Linked DNA regions of Cyprinus carpio: region 1 is linked to region 2. Evidence: chromatin contacts called from public Hi-C data. All regions are on one chromosome and are shown on one strand. Each heading gives the region's core, a stretch centred on a gene start, on an enhancer-like site or on the middle of the called end of the contact. The rest is flanking DNA. Distances are from core to core; before and after follow the strand shown. Region 1 holds the start of snx29 (sorting nexin-29). Region 2 holds the start of LOC109068867 (myocardin-related transcription factor B-like).

Region 1 (5,808 bases), core at 732-3,231, 250 kb after region 2:
AACTAACATTATTATATTGCAAAATACAAATTATTCAAACAGTTGAAAATGTCATTTCATTATAGATCTTCTTCACAGACCCCTGCAGTAGCTTAATGGGCACCTAGATAAATATTAATATTTAATAACCTGATTAACTATTGGTGCTAAACTCACTAAATACAACAGCTGGTAAGTGAGAGAAACATAAACAGTTTTCTGCACTCAAAATAAAAATGGCATGGCTCAATAGGGCATTATGTAACACTGGAGTGTTTGTTCATAAGAAGGCAAAGGCAAAATAGGCGCAAAAAAAGGCAAAACAGCTGTTTATCATTAGGATTCATATTTTTTTCTAAGCCAAAACATCAGCTGATTAACAGATACTTGTACATTTGGACAATATTATAACACTAATAAGAGTAAAATTTATTTAACAAGTGTAATATATATATATATATATATATATATATATATATATATATATATATATATATATATATATATATATATATATATACACATTCATTCAGTACTAAAACACCAGTCATCCAGGTGACTTTAATTAGTGACTGAAATTAATTATCATACAGTCAATGAAACAACTCAATGTCACCTTACCTGTTTAACTGCATCAAGAAGTCTCTCCAACAGGTTTTGCCTTTTCAGGTCATTTTGCTGCGCGTCTGTAAGGTACAGTGTCCTGAAATATTACTGGCTGAATTTACCAGCATAAACACACTTAAAATAAAGAGATACAGACATTTATATATGTGACGCTGGACCATCAATTCAAATCAGTCTTAAGTCGCTGGGGTATGTTTTTAGCAATAGCCGAAAAAGCATTGTACGGGTCAAAATTATTGATTTTTCTTTTATGTCAAAAATCATTAGGATATTAAGTTAAGATCTTGTTCCATGAAGATATTTTATACATTTCTTACCGTGAATAAATCAAAACCTAATTTTTGATTAGTAATAAACATTACTAAGAACTTTATTTGGACAACTTTAAAGGTGATTTTCTCAGTATTCTGATTTGTTTGCACCCTCAGATTCCAGATTTTCAAATAGTTGTATCTCAGCCAAATATTGTCCTATCCTAATGAACCATACATCAATGGAAAGTTTATTTATTCAGCGTTTAGATGATGTATACATCTCAATTTCGAGAAATTGAGCCTTATGACTGGTTTTGTGGTCCAGGGTCACATATATGCAGTCAATCTTTTACCATTAATGTTATTCATACTGTGATTCATATCATGCACTTGAATGAACCCCAACATAGTATCACTTGAAATGACCTGTCAAAACAACAAATAAAGAAATTAAGAAGTTGTTTCAGCTACTGTAGATATGGAGATATGTAGTCAGACCGATCAGATTAACACTTTGAAGTTATCAAAATTTAAGTTAAATTTTACTCTATTTTATGCAATTTCAAACTTTAAATAAGTATGACATTTAAGGATCTGCATATTCACACTACCGTGACACGAGCTGAATGTTCTGAAACCTCTGGCTGCCTCACAAACAATATTTAGATAACAATTACATGTGCTGTATATACAAATAAACAACGTAACAGCATGAATCCATCACCTCAGATGAACTCACCGTTCATTCTGAAATTCCAGATGAAACGGTTTAGCAAACGACATGAATCCCAGTCGTGTAGGTCCCCAAAAGTATCAGATTAATGCCAAAAGATGTTTAACAACACTGTTTACATTTTGGGTCGTTCTCCATAGTTTCATTTGCAGAGCAGTTACAGTACAACGAGGCCTAGCTTAGACAACACTAGCAGTTTTTAAAGCCGTTTAATGCATCACAACTATGAATATTCTGTTTATGAAGTATCGTAAGGGTTTACTATTTAGCATGAGTGAACTGGGTTTTGTTTTTTCCGAGTTAAACTGTATCGTTGTGCTAACGAGAGCTCGCTAATGCCACTGTACGGCGCTCGTGTCAGTCACATGACGTTGCCCTGGTGTCACGTGACGGCAACATTGTCACGTGGGTCGAAAACTATTTGGAAGTCGAATCTACGTCAGTGGATTCTGAAAGTCTGATTAATGATGAGACAATTCACACGTACACGAATACTCCGTCATCGTTTACTCACCCTCGTGTCGTTCCAAACTAGTATGAATTTATTTCTAATGAGAAACTCAAAGCTGGAAAGGAAATGTTTGGCAGATTGTTGGGAACCGACAACTTCCGTCACTCTTTTCGTACAGTGACAGTAAATGTTGACTGAGCCTACTATTGTGCCTAACAACAGATCGATTAAATGTCATGTATTGTAAATGTAAAAGGTGATGGCTGATTAAAAAAAAAATCCTTTTAAGAATTTATTACATAAATGTCATGCAAGTATATTTACAAACTGTAAGACTTCATAATTGAAGTAACACATTTTAATTGAACAAAGATACAGCATAAATGTGTACTGGGTTTGCATTGATAAAAAAAAATTGTAAGAGTGACCTTTTGGACAAAGTATGGTGAATTTTTTTTCTAGTATTTTATCAATTCTAAAATCTAAATAACACTGAGATGTTCACTTCTGACAGTCAGATATTTCCATCCTGTGTTCAAGTTCAAGTCCTGTGTCCATTATTAGTGCATCCAGCAGTCGTGACAGTTTTATCCAGTCTGGACAGAGTAAGGATGAGGCGATGCCCGATATCATCCTTCACCAGGTGATGTGCAGTGTTATGAAAGTTCCAGTGACCTCCTCTCTATATAACAGGTGTACAGTGGTAAGCTTGCACTGTCTTTGTGGTAACCAGCAATGTAGTGCCTTCCTCAGTGGAGGGAAGAGGCAGGTTGGAGTTGTAGTGATGCTGGTTCAATCCATCGGGGAAATCAGTTGAAGCTTCATCCGTATCTTCAGACTGCTCTGTGACATTCGAGCCTCTTTCGCTGTCAGTCTTTTGTTCTTGACCTATCACTGTGTGACATTTCATTGACTTTATAAGAATTTGTTTCCCACACAATTAATGTCATTATAAAAACAATGACTGCTAGCTTAAGCATATTTAGACATACAAATCATATTAAATCAAATAATATATTTGTTGTAATAATGCCATACATAACATCAAGTACAGTAAACTAAAAATAAATGTATGTCCTATGATTATGACACTTATAGTAAAGTGCTAATATTTGAAGCAATGTATTATAATTTGGACAAAACTGTCTACATTTTTCTATCAAAAGTGCAATATACCTTTGTTCATGATGGGCTTACAGGTTTTTCTGCGTATAACTCGCAGAATAATGGTCAGTGCTGTGAAAGCTCCCAGGAACGCAAAAAACACGATCAAAATTAAACGGATATTTTGATTCTTTTCAACTTCATTTTCTGGAACTGAAAAGGACACATAAGAGGTACTGAATAAGAGACTGAAATCATAAAACATTGTGGACTTCATCATACAGTTCTACTCATAAGTGGCCATTCCTTTTGCAGAAATAACAAAAGTTTAAATTATTTTGTTTAAATTATTGTATTTAAAAATACTATTCTTTGAAAAAAAGAAAAAAGAATAATTGCATTTGGTATTTTTTGTTGCACTGTTCTAAAGAAACTCTGAATTGCTATTTTTATGCATTTCTATTACCCATATATTTCAAAAGACAAATTAGTTTATATCCTCAAGATTGTCTTTTAACATATTTGACTTTTAACATATATATGTATATGTATATATATATATATATATATATATATATATATATATATATATATATATATATATATATATAAATGTTACAAGACAAAACAACTTACTGATTCTGCAAGTAGTATGTTGACTTACCATAACTGTAACTATTACATTTATACATAAAATGAGTAAATTCAATGTGCTTGTACAACTATCTTAGTCTTAGTTTTGAAAATGAAAATGAAATGAAAAAGGTTTTAAATCAGATATAAAAATGATACTTACTTGAGGTACAAAATATTTTGCAAATAATTGGTGGGGAGTTGCATCTAATGGAGCAATGCTGACACTCCTCAAGAAGTCCATCGTAATAATAATTCTTTGCACATTTTCCCTCAGCATAAATAATAATGTAAAGCAGCAAAATAAAGAGAAGCATCTTCCACTGAGGTGCTAGGCGTCACTGAACTTACACAGCAGCCAACATTTTATTATGCCCCAGTATGTAAATATGTCTCAAGAAGGGGATGTCCCTGAGGCATCAACATTTTTGTCTTTCACGTTGACATCAGTTTAAATTTTAGTCACATTGTCTCATGACAAAATGACTAAAAAAATCCATTTTGATCTATTTATATAACTACATTGAGAAAAAGAAAAAAAATATTGTTTTTACAGACAAAAACTAGCAGCTTCGGAATAATTCTGTCCATATTTATAAAACAACCTATAAATTTTACAGTTTAAAACTATCATTTTTTTTTTTTAAATTACAATTCAAGCCTGTGAAGTCCACGTGCTACTAAAATCTGTTTTGTACCTTTAACATATACTGATAACCACCATAACAACACAGGTAGTAAAGAGAAAACCACATGAAGAACCAAAGTTCATCACAAGCAGCCTTTCCACAAGCTGAGGTAAATAAATACTAATATGAGTGAAGTGACATACAGCCAAGTATGGTGACCCATACTCAGAATTCGTGCTGTGATTTTGACTCATACATTACTAACTCTAAAAATGTGAAAAAAGTGACGTAAGACCGTGAACACACACCCGGAACAGTGGGCAGCCGTTTATGCTGCGGCGCCCGGGGAACAATTGGGGGTTCGATTTGGGGTTGCTCAAGGGCACCTCAGTTGAGACTCGAACCCACAACCTTAGGGTTAGGAGTTAAACTCTCTAACCATTAGGCCATGACTTCCCATTTATATACCGTCTACATTCATGTAACACACATTGACACTAAAATAATGCAATAAACATTAATAACATTAATTGTAACATAAAACCCTAATATATATGAATGATAACTAAAACCTAAAAGAAATACCATCAAATGTGAAGTGTCACCATGGGCAAAACATGAAATAATACTTTACATTTGCATTTAACAGTTTTACTGTAAACTAACATTATATTACAATTTGTACTCATATGTAGGTATCTTCCTGTTAACCAAAGTCTTTTATAGTTAATTTTATCATCATTTTTTACAGTGTGTCAATAGTTTAAACTTTCAATAGTGACCTTTCGAATAAAATAAAAACGGACTAATAAATATGTTCTTAAATTATTTTAATTGCAAAAGTCTGTATACATAACACACAAATAATAGATTCCTGATACTGCTATAAACACATAAAAGCAAGCACTGCTTATTAGATATATTAGGACAACAGTAAAAATAGCACAAAAACACAACATGAAAATGATAAAAATCAAGTATATTTGACTAGCATATTATATTAAATAACACAAACATATTTTAGTTTAACTGGATTAAAAGTGGAAATCATAAACGATATTTTTAAAAAATATATGTATGAACAATTATATATAAATGTAGCCGAAAAAACTGATGATCCTAAAGATCTCTAAAGCACTTAAAGGCAAGTCATTTCTAGGCCGCATGGATGCAGATGTGAAGAGGAGGGTCTCCCCGCAGAGCACTGTGGGAATAGAGATGCAAATCAGAGCCTGACATTGAATGTCGAACAAAGTTTGCTATGTGCGATACAAAAGATAAGTCTTATTTGATTCTCTCTCCTGACCAATAGGGGCCCACCTAAAGACCAGAATGCTATAAATGATTAACAAGCCCACACGTTGCATGATCATTAAAATAAAAAGATCATGCTTATAG
Region 2 (5,663 bases), core at 1,648-4,147:
GTTTCATGTCTGTTGCAATAAGCATTGTTCTAGTAAGGAAGTTACAACACTCTTGGTTTTCCTTTAGGAAGGTGTGCCCTCAAGCTCTAGTTCTCCATTCACCCTATTAGCACAATAGCTTCTCCTTCACAGTGGCCAACATTTAATCTGTCTCAAGTGGCTTTTATGTCAGGGATGTGAACCTGATTCTGCTGAGACAGCATATTATGAGCCATGACCAAATACTCTGGAAAATATCAAACTCCAATTAAAAAGCAAAACCAGATGCTTGATCCTTTTCATGTGCACAAGCAATGATTTCCATGTGTTCATCAAAGGAGAGAAACAAGGTGGGCTGGCACAAGATAAATGTTTAGTTTACTTCGGCCCAGCACTTGTGCTCAACTTCCTCAGAGAGGTTAATGACAAACTTTAAGATTAACTTTTGACAAATGGTCCATTAATGATTTCATGTGGGGAATCAATAAAAAGTCCATGCATGTACACTAAAGAATTTATCCATTATGAAATGTCCCAGATGCGTAAAGATATGTACCAATTTAGCATTTTAATGCAGTTGCCAGTGTACATCCTAAAGTCAAGTAAGTTTGGGTGGTCTGCCAATGTTATAAAAAATATTTTTTGAATTAAAATTAAAAAAGAAAATTCCCAAAACAAAGAAAAAGTTAATAATCTGAAGTACAGCTAAAAATCTGTTATTTTAGTATAATTTATAAAGCATTACTTGATATATTGAATTAGATTTTGTTTTATATTTTCAGTTTTCATTTTAAGTTTGTTGTGTACGGCTGTCATTTTATTACTTTCTTTTTTTATATTTCTATTTAGCTTTATTTTTATATTTCAGTTTTTATTTTAGAACTTCCTGTTAAAGTCAACTTAATTCATTGCAGTTACTTACAACATTTCTGATTTCCATATGTAGTATTTTCCTTTGTTATTTACAATACACTTCACATTCATATTATATTTATGTTAAATTCAGCTTAATTTCAAAAACTTTCATAGTTTTAATTAATGATAACAACTCTGAGCTAAATGTGTCATTCTCTCACACAATAAGTATAATAATTATACAGTAACAATTTGTGTTGAGCTTTTATGATGATTTTGTTTTTTTTTGATAACCAATAATAATTTTTTTATTTGAATGCCGATAACCGATATGTTGGCCGATAAATCTATATCCAAAATTTTATGTACTTTTGAGAGCCTGATTACAAAAAAAGGTCTCATTATTAAAAGCCACAACCCAAAAACTTCAACATAAGCAGCCTAGTTTGAACAGTGTACATTTTAAAAATAGTTTTACTCTCCCATTACCAAATTTCATCACAAAAATTCTTACAAATAAATAAAATAATGCATAAATAATGCAAACAAGTTGTCTCAGGTCAAGTGTTTCTGAAGGATAAAATGCATTATTTATCTGCTGTAAGATATCGGCCAAATTTTCTTATTGGGCCGATACCGATAACAGAAAAAATTAGCATTTATCGGCCGATAACGATATGGTGGCCGATATATTGTGCATCCCTAGTAACAATAATATGATACTAAACACACTATTATTAAACAGACAACACTCAATTTTATGCAGTATGTCTCACCTAGGGGTTCTTTGTCCGAAAAAGGTTGAGGACTGCTGGTTAACTAATCAAAACTTAGGGATCGTAGTCAATAGCTGAGACTACAGGATACACTTGGTAAAATAAAAAAAAAAATAAAAAAAATGCTGCTTTCTGTATTTATAAGAAATCTAGATATGTGGATAATGTGGTAAAAACAAAATTTGCATGAAACCAAGAAAGATCAAGCAAATAATAGCATGTGAAATCTCGATTTTGTGGCAAACTATACATTTCTAATCAAAAACACATGACAGAGCATAAATCTTGCAACCAGGCACTACAGAATTTGATTTCTGACATTCATGACTTGCGGTGGCATGAAGTGGAGATGCCAGGAGTGTAGTCTAAGAGCTTCCCATATAAAGTTACACCTGTGTATGACTCACGAGTTGTTTGAAGACTGCAGATCTAATAGGTTGTTTACACTCATTCACATGGAGTTTCGGTTTCACCAGGAGAGTCAATGAGACACAAAGAGGATGCAAAAACTTCCAGTGCGTTTAATCTTTCTGCCATACAGATACTTAAATCATCAACAGACCCTTCTCCTCGGCCTACAGTAGCTGACACTGAGGGGCTCAACATGTAAACCCCAGTGTCTCAGCATAAACATCATGTGAAACAGCAGTGTTGATCTACAGACATCAAAACTCAATGTTTACAGATAATACAGTAAGTTATCATGCAAGTAGCCTTTTTTCACGACATACAGGTAATGTAAAGCTCATCCGAGAATACTCACAGTTTCATGTTTGTTTTTATTTTAGAGTGTACATGACCGTCATGCTCCGTGATTGTCAATGGCTCAATCCTCAAATCAGCAAACAGTCTAGCATGAGAACTACAGCGCTACACATTAAATCTCTTACTGCCATATAATGTCGCTTCTTACCCTGTTCCCTATAGCTGTGTCTAGCTTGCTGTAGCCCCTTGGTTTAATACTCCATAACTGTCCTTGATGTTGTCACCCATGTATCCAGGGATTGATTCTGTTTTTCTTTGGGACTGAAGTTTTTCTCTTTTTTTGAGGAAGTAAGATGGCCGATGCTCGTCTGAACTCGGTGACGCAAACAGAGGTGTTACAGGCCAGTCACCATCGTGGGGCGCCAATGTTCCGTCTATCTTTTTGTATATGTTACAACTTCATTAAAATGTGTTTAATTTGAATAAAATTACTGCTGATTTAGGCAGGATTGATTAAAGGTACAGTTAACCCAAAAATATAGATTTTCGTTTCACTTTTACTTCTCAGTCACCAATTACCTTCATGGTACGGAAACACTGAGTTATTATAAAAGTAGTCAAAGAACAACATCCTGCAGTTTTGGAACAATATCTGAGTGAGTAAATGACAGGATTTAAATATTGTGTTAAATACACAGAGATAATTACAGAAATAATTTATTCATGACACAAATTTTAACTTTTTCTAAAAGTGGAATTTGCCAATGAAAATATTACATTTTAAAATAAGCAAATAACAGCATTTAAATATCACACAGCAATGTCACTAGTCATTACAAACTGGAAAGTTTGATTCTAGCAAACAAGGTATTTAAATTTTAAAGGGATAGTTAACCAAAATAAAAATTCTGTCATTTATTACTAATTACTTATGTCGTTCCAAACCTGTAAGGCCTTCATTCAACTTCGAATAACAAATTTTTAATGAAATCTGAGAGCTTTCTGAAGTTCCCATAGACAGCAAGGGTTCTAACCCTATCTAGGTCAAGAAAAATAGTAAGGACATCGTTAAAATAATCCATGTGACATCAGTGGTTCAACCGTAATTTCACGAAGCTACGAGAATACTTTTTGTGCGCAAAGAAAACTAAAATAATGACTTCATTCAACGATTCGTCTCCTCCGCATCACCCTAGTGGCATTTTGGAGAGTATCACACACATAAACAACGTATGTACGCAGATACGTTGTTTACATTCAGATCAAAGCGTAAACAATGTATCTGCATACACACGTTGTTTACATATGTGATACTCTCCAAAATGGCACTACAGGGTGACGCAGGGGAGATGAATTGTTGAATAAAGTCATTATTTTTGTTTTCTTTGCACACAAAAAAAGTTTTCTCATAGCTTCATACTCTCGTATTACGGTTGAACAATTGATCTCATATGAATTATTTTAACAATGTCCTTACTATGTTCTGGACCTTGATCATGTTAGGATCGTTGCTGTCTATGGGAGGGTCAGAGAGCTCTCGGAATTCATCAAAAATATCTTAATGTGTTTCAAAGATGAACGAAGGCCTTACAGGTTTGGAACGACATGAGGGTGAGTAATTAATGACAGAATTTTCATTTTTGATTGAACTATCTATTTAAATATTCAGTAATACAATACAATAATTCACTCACTGCATTTTATACAACAATTTCATAACAGACAGGCACAATTACCAAACCTGAGATTACGATGCAAATACTTTTCTTCTTTACGATGTCTACTTGTTTTTCAGAACAGGCACCACATCCATTGGATTGTGTAGGAATTCATAAAGCTGCCTGGCGTTGCTACTACTGCCCAATATCTCACTAAGCTTATCCTGACTAAATGTTACAAGATCAGCCAGACAGGAAGCATGTTTTATAAGGCTCTTGAAGTTTTTCACATTGACTCCAGGCATACGGAGCAAGAAGTCGTGAGGGCCGGGGTTGTACATGTCTGCTGATTCCGTCACCGTCTCTGATTCTGCAGTAACAGCCTGAGCTGTAGCAGCATCAGGCTCTGGGCGGCCGTGTTTGAGCTCCTGAAACAGCTCTGCTGTCACGTAGGGAGATGGGCACCAGAGCAGCCTCAGGCGGGGGAAATGGAGGGTGAGGAGGGTCAGTTTGGAGGTGACGTCACTGGCAGAGATCTCCTGACGGAAGTCACTGCGGGCCATCAGGGAGAAAGGCTTTGCAGGGTCAAACTCGATAAGCAGCACGGGACGCCGATAGAATCGAGACATAGAGAGGCACTGTGTGTAGAGACGCCCACTCTGCAGGGAACCAATGAGGTCGCTGACACTTTTGCGCTCCACGCAGATCTCTGAAGTCAGTATGTAGTCGCCAACCTCTAAGGTGACGGGTTCAATGTCGAGACCCCGTTGATGCAGAAGGGAAGGAAGCTCACTGCGGAACTCCCGCATGTCAACTATAATTCGCTGCGGCTCTTTAACCTCTTCACGACCCCCTAATTGAACATATCAACCATTATTCAGCACACTGACAAAACCATATTTTATGAATACATCACAGGGAACAATGAAGGTTTACCTGCTTTGCGGGTGTTGGTGGTGGCATTTGCAGGTTCCTGACTGCGGACAAGATCTAGGTTGGTGTCTTCCCTACCCTCTCTCTCTTCTGGCACAACCATGCTGGCCTTTTCCCTATTTTAAAAAGAAAAGAGCAGTTTTTAAAATAAGCGGTGTCACGAAAAGATAATGCAGTTGAGCTAATATTTTCCTTCAGATAAATAGGAAATATTGAGCTAACCTTATGAGGTACTCGAATGCTTGTTTTTCCTTGCTCAAGACTGTAAGATACCTCTGTTCTTCTGTCGAGCCTCCATATATAAGAAAATACACACTAAACACGAGGGGAAAACAATCAGGAAAGTTAAATCGATTACAAGTTATTTCAAAAACATTTTTAAAAAAAATCTTACTGACCCCAAACTTTAAGTACTATTTCTGTTTCTTAGAATATACATTTGCTCCATGCCAATATACGCACCGGAGAGGTTTTCCTGGCCTGCTGGCTTTATAAATCTCAAGTTGCCGCACAAAACTGAGTTCAGCATCATACAAAACAACAAACATGGGGTCAACTTCATGCAACACCCGTGTCAAACTGTACGGGTCGCTGCATCCCTTCAATGGGTGAATGACAGTCAACGGCTCTTTAAGAATGCCATAGTAGTCATCGGAAGAAAGATCAAGAAGAATCTCTTCTTCTTCCTCTTCCTCTTCAGCCATCCTTCCTTCATCTTCACTGTTTCCAATTAGGTCCTTTTCAGCTCCATCTTCCT

The links. Hi-C and Micro-C count contacts between places; a contact is called where the count stands out from the background.
Region 1: a contact with region 2 is called in a Hi-C map of skeletal muscle, with 5 times the contacts expected there. The contact joins the promoter of snx29 here to the promoter of LOC109068867 in region 2. A contact is called at or near these places in 3 of 8 Hi-C or Micro-C datasets (liver and skeletal muscle).

The regions. Positions count from the first base shown.
Region 1 is chrB12:11,485,378-11,491,185 of ASM1834038v1, forward strand. It overlaps snx29 (sorting nexin-29), which reads right to left and starts at 1,982. Exons shown (of 23, transcript XM_042735346.1): 1 at 1,596-1,982; 2 at 1,462-1,467; 3 at 1,214-1,293; 4 at 601-665. The coding sequence starts at 1,268. It overlaps LOC109107798 (tumor necrosis factor receptor superfamily member 17-like), which reads right to left and starts at 4,144. Exons shown (of 3, transcript XM_019120995.2): 1 at 3,945-4,144; 2 at 3,221-3,361; 3 at 2,149-2,938. The coding sequence starts at 4,098. The coding sequence ends at 2,727. LOC109107285 (a long non-coding RNA gene) reads right to left here. Exons shown (of 2, transcript XR_006156087.1): 2 at 5,224-5,614.
Region 2 is chrB12:11,232,191-11,237,853 of ASM1834038v1, forward strand. LOC109068867 (myocardin-related transcription factor B-like) reads right to left here and starts at 2,898. Exons shown (of 15, transcript XM_042735343.1): 1 at 2,374-2,898. ercc4 (DNA repair endonuclease XPF) reads right to left here. Exons shown (of 11, transcript XM_042735344.1): 8 at 5,369-5,663; 9 at 5,129-5,221; 10 at 4,910-5,022; 11 at 3,017-4,826. The coding sequence ends at 4,096.